Regions from separate parts of the Sus scrofa genome. Here all the other regions are linked to region 2. The links are chromatin contacts, called in public Hi-C maps. All regions are on one chromosome and are shown on one strand. Each heading gives the region's core, a stretch centred on a gene start, on an enhancer-like site or on the middle of the called end of the contact. The rest is flanking DNA. Distances are from core to core; before and after follow the strand shown.

Region 1 (2,700 bases), core at 9-2,508, 98 kb after region 2:
CCTACTAGACGACTTTCACTATTGTGTTCGTCAAATTCTGTTGACAATCAAAACACAAAAAAAGCAAAAGTATTTTAAAGCCCATTCTCTCCGCCTGTCGAAGTTCAAGCTCCAAGGCTAATCCTGGCCAATGTCCCGCATTTCCTCCTGTATGCCGTCGCTCCCTCCCTCTTTCTCGGGACTGCCGAGCGCGCCCGAGTGCCACCCGGCCGACGGTCCCGGCGCTTCGAAGTGAGCGGCGAGGAGACCCTCAGCCAGGCTCCTCCACAACCGCCACGGCCGCCGAGCGGGGCTCGCAAAGCCCGGCGTCCCTCCAGGCCCGGGAGGTGCTAAAACAGCGCGGCCGACACCTCCGCCAGCCCGCTCCCGCACCGCCGGCGGACGGCGCCCGACGTACCGCAGCCGGCTCCCGACAGCCGGCGTGCGACACCCGCCGCCGCGAGAGGCCGAAACCCTTGTCTCACACCCCGCCCCGGGTCGCCGGGCTCCTACCTGCCCTGGGCCTCGACGCCACCTCCGCGGCTGGGCTGCCAGGCTCTAGTTCTTTTGGCGGAGGCGCCTGGTCTGCTCAGTCCCGCTTAGGGTGGGCTCTGTCCCGCCCCCGCAGGCCCGGCCGCAGGCCCCGCCCCGGCCCGGCCAAGCTCTGTCCTTATTGGCTCCTGTTCCCACCCTTCATGCTCGGGCCCGCCCCCCCCCGGCGCCTCCCTGGGACCTTCCAGAGGGGAACCGCCCCCGTCTGAGTCCTGCGTAAGTCCCAGAACCTTGCCCAGAAACCTGGGCACTGCCATGTACCGGCCTCAGCAGGTAGGCGACCAGCGCCACTATTATCCGGCCGACGCCTCTAACCTAAGCTCCTTCGCCGTCGCTGCGCATGCTGTCCGACAGACCCACCAGTGATGGACCAGAACTTAACATGAAGGTTGACTCTTCACAGCCACAAGGAAAAAGCCTTGTTTAATTAAGGAATCCAAATGGCAACTCTCTCAAGGAAACCATAGAAATGTCTCCTGCCGCCGGAGGCAGAAGGCCTGGTGTTTCCAGTGAAAGAGTAGCACCATTTCTCTGGCTGAGTTCAAGGAGCAAACATTTCTCTGGCAGTTGCACTACAGCGGCAACTTGAAACGTAGACAGATGGAAATAAAGCTCCAGACACCTGAGGCTTGAAATCCCGGAGCAGAGGTGCCTTGACACTCCTAGTGTCTGAGGTCGGCTCCCACGCCCTGTTGTGACACACATGCTTAAGCACTGCGCCTGCAACACGCTCACACTCAGGTATGCGCATGGCACAGTGCCTACCTCGAGCAGCAGCCCAGTTTCACTAAGGCTGCGAGTCAAGGATGAGTTGAGCCTGTTTCCCAAGCGCTCGCTAACCACCCCACCCCGCCTCGCCCCGCCCCATACCGCCCTACCCTACCCTACCCTACCCCACCAGAGCCTCTTGGATCTGGTGACCAAACTCTTCCCACATCTGTTCACAGAGAGGTACCAAAATAGAAGACGGCCAGAAAGAAAGTGTTTGGCCACACATCACAGATGACCGTCACAAGCCAGCTTAGCCAAAGCAATAAAAGCTGCATATTCCACACCGTCGTGAAACCACAAGCTGTGGACAGTAAGACAGGAATTACCTTCTATGATGGAGGAAAATAAAGAGGAACGACAGGACGTTTTTAGTCATGTCCCAATGAGCAAATAAATGTGAATACTGTTTGTAGTAAATGTTGAACCCTGATCTTTATGGACTTCTCCCCGCTCCCCCCACACACACCAAAAAACAAAACAAAACAAAAACAAACACAAACAAACAAAAAACCTTACGTATTTAGAAATCTTTCCAAACACCTGCCTAAAATAAAATTTGGGGCTAGAATAGCATAGTTCTGGAATTTATTTCAAAATTCAACTTTTATTTCAAAGTTCAAACTTTGCATTCAGGAAGGTCATCTGCCAAAATGAGCAGATTGAATTCCCAAGTACCAAATTTAAAACCAAATCTCCATGGATTCTATGGATGGAATAACTGAATTAATATGTATGTATTCTACTGCCCTCTCATGGGTAAGTTGGAGATATACATAATGTTGGTGCCTTTTAGAATCTGAGAATAGAAAGTTTAATTTGGCAATTTATATTATTTTGATGACAAAGAGGCCAAGGTAAAATAAAACCAGGTTCTCTAAGGGACTTACAAATACTCAGCAAACAGAACTTCAACTTCAGAAACCAAGGAGAGAATTCTTACACTAGGACTAGTACAGACATGCTGTTGAGATCACACCTATGCTTACGGCTACCTGTACAGAATGAGGAAGCATGCAGGAATCTGCTTTTTTTTTTTCCCCCATTTTAAATATCATTACTTTCTGAAATATTTCACAAAATGTTTTTTTGGTTGTTTTTTTTTTGTCTTTTTGCTATTTCTTGGGCCGCTCCCGAGGCATATGGGGGTTCCCAGGCTAGAGGTCGAATCGGAGCCATAGCCACAGCCTACACCAGAGCCACAGCAACGCGGGATCCGAGCCGCGTCTGCAACCTACACAGCTAACGGCAACGCCAGATCGGCAACCCACTGAGCAAGGGCAGGGACCAAACCCGCAACCTCATGGTTCCTAGTTGGATTCGTTAACCACTGCGCCACGACGGGAACTCCCACAAAATGTTCTTTCACATTTGTATCCACTCATGCTGTACCTTCTGGCT
Region 2 (2,700 bases), core at 77-2,576:
GTGGCCTCTGTGACCTACATCACAGCTTACGGCAACACTGGATCCTTAACCCACAGAGCATGGCCAGGGATCGAACCCAAGCCCTCATGGATACTAGTCAGGTTCGTTAACCACGTGAGCCAGGACAAGAACTCCTGTGCATAGTTCTTAATACTGTAACATCTACATTTGGGTGACATTTAGAAAAAGCATGGGAAAACAGGATGCCATAGGAACATCTCTCTCCTACTTAAAACTTAACCGATATATTTTTTTCATGTTACTTCAATAGAAATACTGCTTTTTATAAGAGATTTCTTTTGTAAATAAATGGTTACCAGATATGGGGAAAAACGGAACATGTATATACTAAAATGCCTAACAGAATCCATTAATTTAGAAATATTTTACATTTCATTTAGCTGATTAGACCCTAAATAGTATTACAGATGCACTTCTAAATATTTAAAGGGTGCATTACTTAGATACGGTTTGTCTCTTCAGTCATTCTCACAGATTCAGAAAATACTTAAACTTTGGTTCAAAGACCGCCCTCCAGTGGTTCTCAGAAGCTTAGGTAACTAGGCTTTTGTGTATTTAAAAAACCCTAGATCACTTGTTTTGCAGTAGACCTTAAAGAGAAAAGGATCCCTTTGAGAATTTACGCAGTGAACCTACCTCGGAAAAACGTTAACATTCGTTTTTGCATTGTTAGATCAGTTCGCGAAGCCCTAGAAAGTCCTTCTGTGGCTCTAAGAATAAGAACCCGGGAGACAGTTTATCCATGCAGCTATTTTCAATTGACTGACACTACCTATACCAATGAGTAAGCTGTGGCTAGGCAAGTAACAGTTAAAGCTGGAATCTGAAATTCACTTTTGTGTGGCTAAGGCTCTCAATCCAAAACAAAGATTCACAGGATCCTGGTTTATAACGTGGACTCAAAATATCACACTCACTTCAAAAGCGGAATAATCTGGGGCTGTCAGGTAGCTCAAGTAGTTCTTGGTAGGTCGGTACCTGCGAGTTTCCTCCTCTACCAACGCCGCGGCCTAAGAAAGAGAACAGAGGCCAAAATAAGAGGAGCACATCGTTAGGTCAGTCTTCCAGCCCGAAGTGTCCGCGAGCGCTGAGTCAGTCACACAGACACCCGGAACTTACCGCTTCCCGCACACCAGGCGCTTCATAACCCTGGTCAAAATACGGCAGCGCGTCTACAACAACCTCTCCAGCCACCAAACCGGTGCCCGCCATTCTTGGGCTCGCCTGACTTCTCTGAGTCTGCGCGGGCTCAGGCTCGCTTAAATAGGCCTGCACCCGATATTAACATAATCACGTTGCCGACGTCCGACACCTACGTAATCACGTCGAACATGTAATCACGTCTATCGTCAGCGCCGACACTGTCCTAAGCACGTCGCTTGCGTAATAGCTTTTGGCGCATGCTCAGTTAATTCCGAGGGCGTGCTAACTAGAAATTGTCCAGCCTTCTTGTTTTGGTCGGACGTGACGTCATGTTGTGTGGCTCCGGAGTCTGCAGGAACGTCTCAATTTCCTGTCCCCACCTGCTGCGCTTTTTTGCCTCCGATTGGCAGCCAAGTGGAAGAGTTGGGACTTTTGGTTTCCTCCGGCTCGCTGATATCTGGGAGGGGAAACCCTTTAATAAAACTTTTGAGGGAGGGGAAACCCTTTAATAAAACTTTTGAGGGAACTCGCTGCAAGATTTAGCGAAGAGAAGGATCCTGGTTTCCCACCTCGGCTTTATTCCCCTAACCTTCCAGTCTTCGGTTAAACTACTCTCCCTTTTCACTTCCTTGCTCTATCTGCACTATTGTTCTCCGTCCCTTGAGAATCTTTGCACCGAATAAGTGGAATAAGTGCAGCTCTCGCAGACTCTAGAAGTGGGCGTTAGACTCCAGTGAAAACTGCGAAGCTTTGGAGTCTGGAGTGTGCCTAACAAAAGGAACCTGATCTTCCCCCGGGGCGAGATTGGTAACTGCCCACTAACCTCATCTTTTAAAAAACTGATTTTTGCCTTCAGGACGTGTATAAAATCCAATCATTTTGCTTTTAGGGCTTCTGGTAACAGGACAATCTTTCTCATTGCATCCTAACACTCGTGATACTGCCAGTACCTATTTCCAGCTCCCTTTGATTAAGCAGGGGAAGACTAAATAAGGTAGGTAGGACTCTATACCGTGTCCGGTGTGCAAATATCGACCCAGACTTTGCCAAGAGCCTGGAAATGTCGGCCACGGTTATTAAGCTTGAACCTAGGATTATCTTTTAACCTACCATTAATTAAGTGTGCTAGCTATATAGATTTAACTGAAGTAAAAAATCTACAACTTAAGCCATTTAAGATTCTCCCAAGAGATCCACGGAATTTTTTGTTTATTAAAAGATCTGTAAACAACATTTTATACAAATCTTGAGCAATTACTTTACAAACATGTCCAGAATTTGTAATACTTTACAAAAGCAAAATAAAAGACTTAAGAAAAGGAAGCAGCTTCAGATTGCAGGGATAAAATAAGACCCCCATCCCTGTAGCAAAGCAAAAGTCTCCTCACAGAGGGATGGCCAGGATCCACCAGTTACACCTTCTATCCCCATTTTATAAACACTCAATTCCCAATTACTAACTGTTCCCTCAGGATTGGAGTTCCCTCAGAAGTGACCAAATGGGGAGATGTCTGGTAAGATCCCCACTGGGGTAAG
Region 3 (2,700 bases), core at 184-2,683, 66 kb before region 2:
TTCAAGAGACCTGTCTAGGGTTTCCTTTTCAATAAAGTTTCCCTGACCTTCTCTTGACTGTCACAACCACTGTCCCAAGTACCCACCTCCAAGGGTTCATTAATGTACAAGGAACTGAAATTCGTGCCCAGCTCTCCCTAACTCCCAATTCCCTTCAAAGTTCATTTCTCCTTCACCCCTAAACCTTAGAATTTTTCCCTAAGCATGCAAGGTCCCCACAGCTATTTTGTTTCCAGAGTTCCTCCTTCTCAATATCATCTTAAAATTACTTTCTTCCAGATACCTTCTCTTAGCCCCTTTAACCTCCTCTATTTAATCACTAATCTTTCTTTCCCCTAGCTCTGAACAGGTCAAGTCCTCTCCCTCTATGGCAATTCATCCTTACTGCCCTTATCTTTCACCTACACCCTCCGCAACACCTCTCGCGGCTGGGCCTTCACTCCAAAACGCTTCCCGCAAGCGGATTCCCAGGACCCCCCCCCAATTCCGGCCCACCGGCCCCCGAACCTGCGCTCCGCCGGAGTCCACGCCTTCCCGGCCCAAAGCCACACATCGCAAACCTCTCCTGCAGCCGGTGTCCCCTCCCCCAGTCTCTCGGAGCCGGCACCCCTCCCCTCACCCTCTCCGTATCTCTGGAGGTCCACGGAACTGTCCCAGGAGCCGTGTCTTTCACCTTTCAGACCCCTCAGGATCACGCCGGTCAGAGCAACCCCGGGCCCGAGCACCTCGGTCCTCAGATCCTCTTCGGCCCTACAAATCCCCTTCGGCCCAGACCGCGTCAGGGCCTCCCGCTCACCTTGCTGGATGTCGCCGTTACTGCCCCCCGGGATGGGCACGTTGAGCTGGCGCTCGGGTTCGGGAAGGCAGCGCAGGCAGAAGGAGTGAAGACAGGGCAGCAGCTTGGGCTCCGCCTCACGTCGGCTCTGCAGGCTCTGCTGACACACGGCGCAGGTGTCCAGGAGCGAGGCTGGCGGTCCAGGAGGCGGCCCCGCCGAGGGAGCCGGAGCCGGAGCCGAGGCAGCAGCTGGGGCCGGGGTCGATACCGCACCCCCTGGAACTCCAGGGGCCACGGAGGCTGCAGGGGCAGAGGCAGCCGGGGCCGAGCCCGAGGAGGCCGCGGCTACCCCACCGTCGTCGGGCCCGGCCGCGCCGCTCTCCGCGCCGGCCCTGCTGCCTTCCTCCTCCTCCTCCTCCACCAGCACAGCGGCGAGAGGCGGCTCCGCCTCCTGCGCCGCGGGCCCGGCGGCCCCGGCAGTTACCGGCGCGCTGCCGCTGCCCCCGCCGCCGCTCTCAGCCTCGCCGCCGCCTTTGTTTTCCGCCATGTTTTCCTCTTTGAACCCGCCGGACCGCCCCGCGCCGCCCGCCGCCGCCGCCGCCGCCCCCAGCCCCAGCCGCAGCCGCAGCGAGAGCGGCCGCCGAGAACGAGCAGGCGAGAGAACGAACGAGAGCGCGCGCGCACGCGGCTCCCCCACCCTCGCGTCGCGCGGTTTCAGGAGGGCGGGCGCGGCGCGCGCACGTACGCATGGACGTCCTCCGGAGGGAGGCGGGAACTCGGAACGCGGGCGCGCAGGCGCCCTCGCCTCCCTTCCAGACCTGCCGGGCTGGTCGGTTGAGTCTGTGCCACCGGGGTTCCGCTCCAAGTGAGCCTTTAAACCCAGGGGCAGATGACGCCTTTGACAGGTCGTGGTTAAAAGCTCAGACGCTGCGGCGATGCGGGGAGAAGCGAGAAAGGGGTAGAAGGCCGCGGCTGGTTCCTGCCCGCGAGCGTCTCCCGGGCGGCGCTGTCCCCAGGGGCGGGCGCGTCTCCGCCGAAATCTCACTCCGCGCACCGTCAGACTCCCGGGCCTCCTGGGTCTCTGAGCTTTAACCCGCCGCGTTCCTTTGGGGGGTTGTACCTCAGGGGAGCCGCAGACTGAAGCTTTTTTTTTTTTTTTTTTTTTTTTTTTTTAATGGTGACGTACCAGACAGAAATAGGCTGAAAAGATCCACTGAGGGGGGGAAAAAAACTTTAGCAGCCGTTTTTAGCTTCTTAAAGTGATTGATGCTCTGACATTGGTACCTATCAGAAACCCAGTCAACTGAAGTATTTTCAAAGCAGAAATGTGCCAGGACCACACCCCAGACCTGCATCAGGAAGTGGGGAAGAGCTGATGAGCACTGAAAGTCACTTTGGCTGATTCTGATGTGCATCAGTTTGGGAGTCACCGATGAAGCTAATATTATGTCCCAAGAGTCCCACTTAGTGTCCTGGCATGAGTTGGGTTTCAGATGCCCTAACAGTGTCAGTAATAAAAACTTTCACGGTTGTCTTTTTTTGAGAAACAAATACTACAGCCTGTTTTAAGGATAGGATCATGCGGTGCTTTTCTCTTGTGTTCCCAAGAAACTGCTATTCTTGAACTAGTGTTAAGTCTTTAAAATAAGCCTCGAAAGATTTTTCATTTATTTGTTCAAAAATATTGGCGTTCTCTTCCTGGCTCAGTGGTTAATGAATCCAACTAGGAATCATGAGGTTGCAGGTTTGATCCCTGGCGTCACTCATTGGGTTAAGGATCCGGCAATGCGGTGAGGTGTGATGTAGATCGCTGACACGGCTCAGATCCCGCGTTGCTGTGGCTCTGGCGAAGGCTATAGCTCCAATTAGACCCCTAGCCTGGGAACTTCCATACGCCACGGGTGCGGCCCTAGAAAAGACAAAAA

What was found. Hi-C and Micro-C count contacts between places; a contact is called where the count stands out from the background.
Region 1: a Hi-C map of embryonic fibroblasts shows a contact between it and region 2, with 4 times the contacts expected there. The contact joins the enhancer-like site here to the promoter of BCAS2 in region 2. A contact is called at or near these places in 8 of 47 Hi-C or Micro-C datasets (brain, embryonic fibroblasts, fetal skeletal muscle and 5 more) and 1 of 2 datasets of contacts at active chromatin or transcription factors (skeletal muscle).
Region 3: a contact with region 2 is called in a Hi-C map of liver, with 6 times the contacts expected there. The contact joins the promoter of TRIM33 here to the promoter of BCAS2 in region 2. A contact is called at or near these places in 1 of 5 promoter capture datasets (liver), 5 of 47 Hi-C or Micro-C datasets (blood, heart right ventricle, liver and 1 more) and 2 of 2 datasets of contacts at active chromatin or transcription factors (alveolar macrophages and skeletal muscle).

What each region holds. Positions count from the first base shown.
Region 1 is chr4:105,892,944-105,895,643 of Sscrofa11.1, reverse strand. No RefSeq gene overlaps it. Among named protein-coding and RNA genes, the nearest start is that of AMPD1, 25 kb to the right of the region's middle. Within about 2 kb of position 1,258, at least 46 of the 83 cell types and tissues checked have an H3K27ac peak or open chromatin away from gene starts, as enhancers often do. A contact at or near this core is called in embryonic fibroblasts, fetal skeletal muscle, liver and 1 more, where this site is marked.
Region 2 is chr4:105,991,184-105,993,883 of Sscrofa11.1, reverse strand. BCAS2 (BCAS2, pre-mRNA processing factor) reads right to left here and starts at 1,326. Exons shown (of 7, transcript NM_001244424.1): 1 at 1,141-1,326; 2 at 939-1,031. The coding sequence starts at 1,233.
Region 3 is chr4:106,056,930-106,059,629 of Sscrofa11.1, reverse strand. It overlaps TRIM33 (E3 ubiquitin-protein ligase TRIM33), which reads right to left and starts at 1,433. Exons shown (of 17, transcript XM_021090008.1): 1 at 797-1,433. The coding sequence starts at 1,322.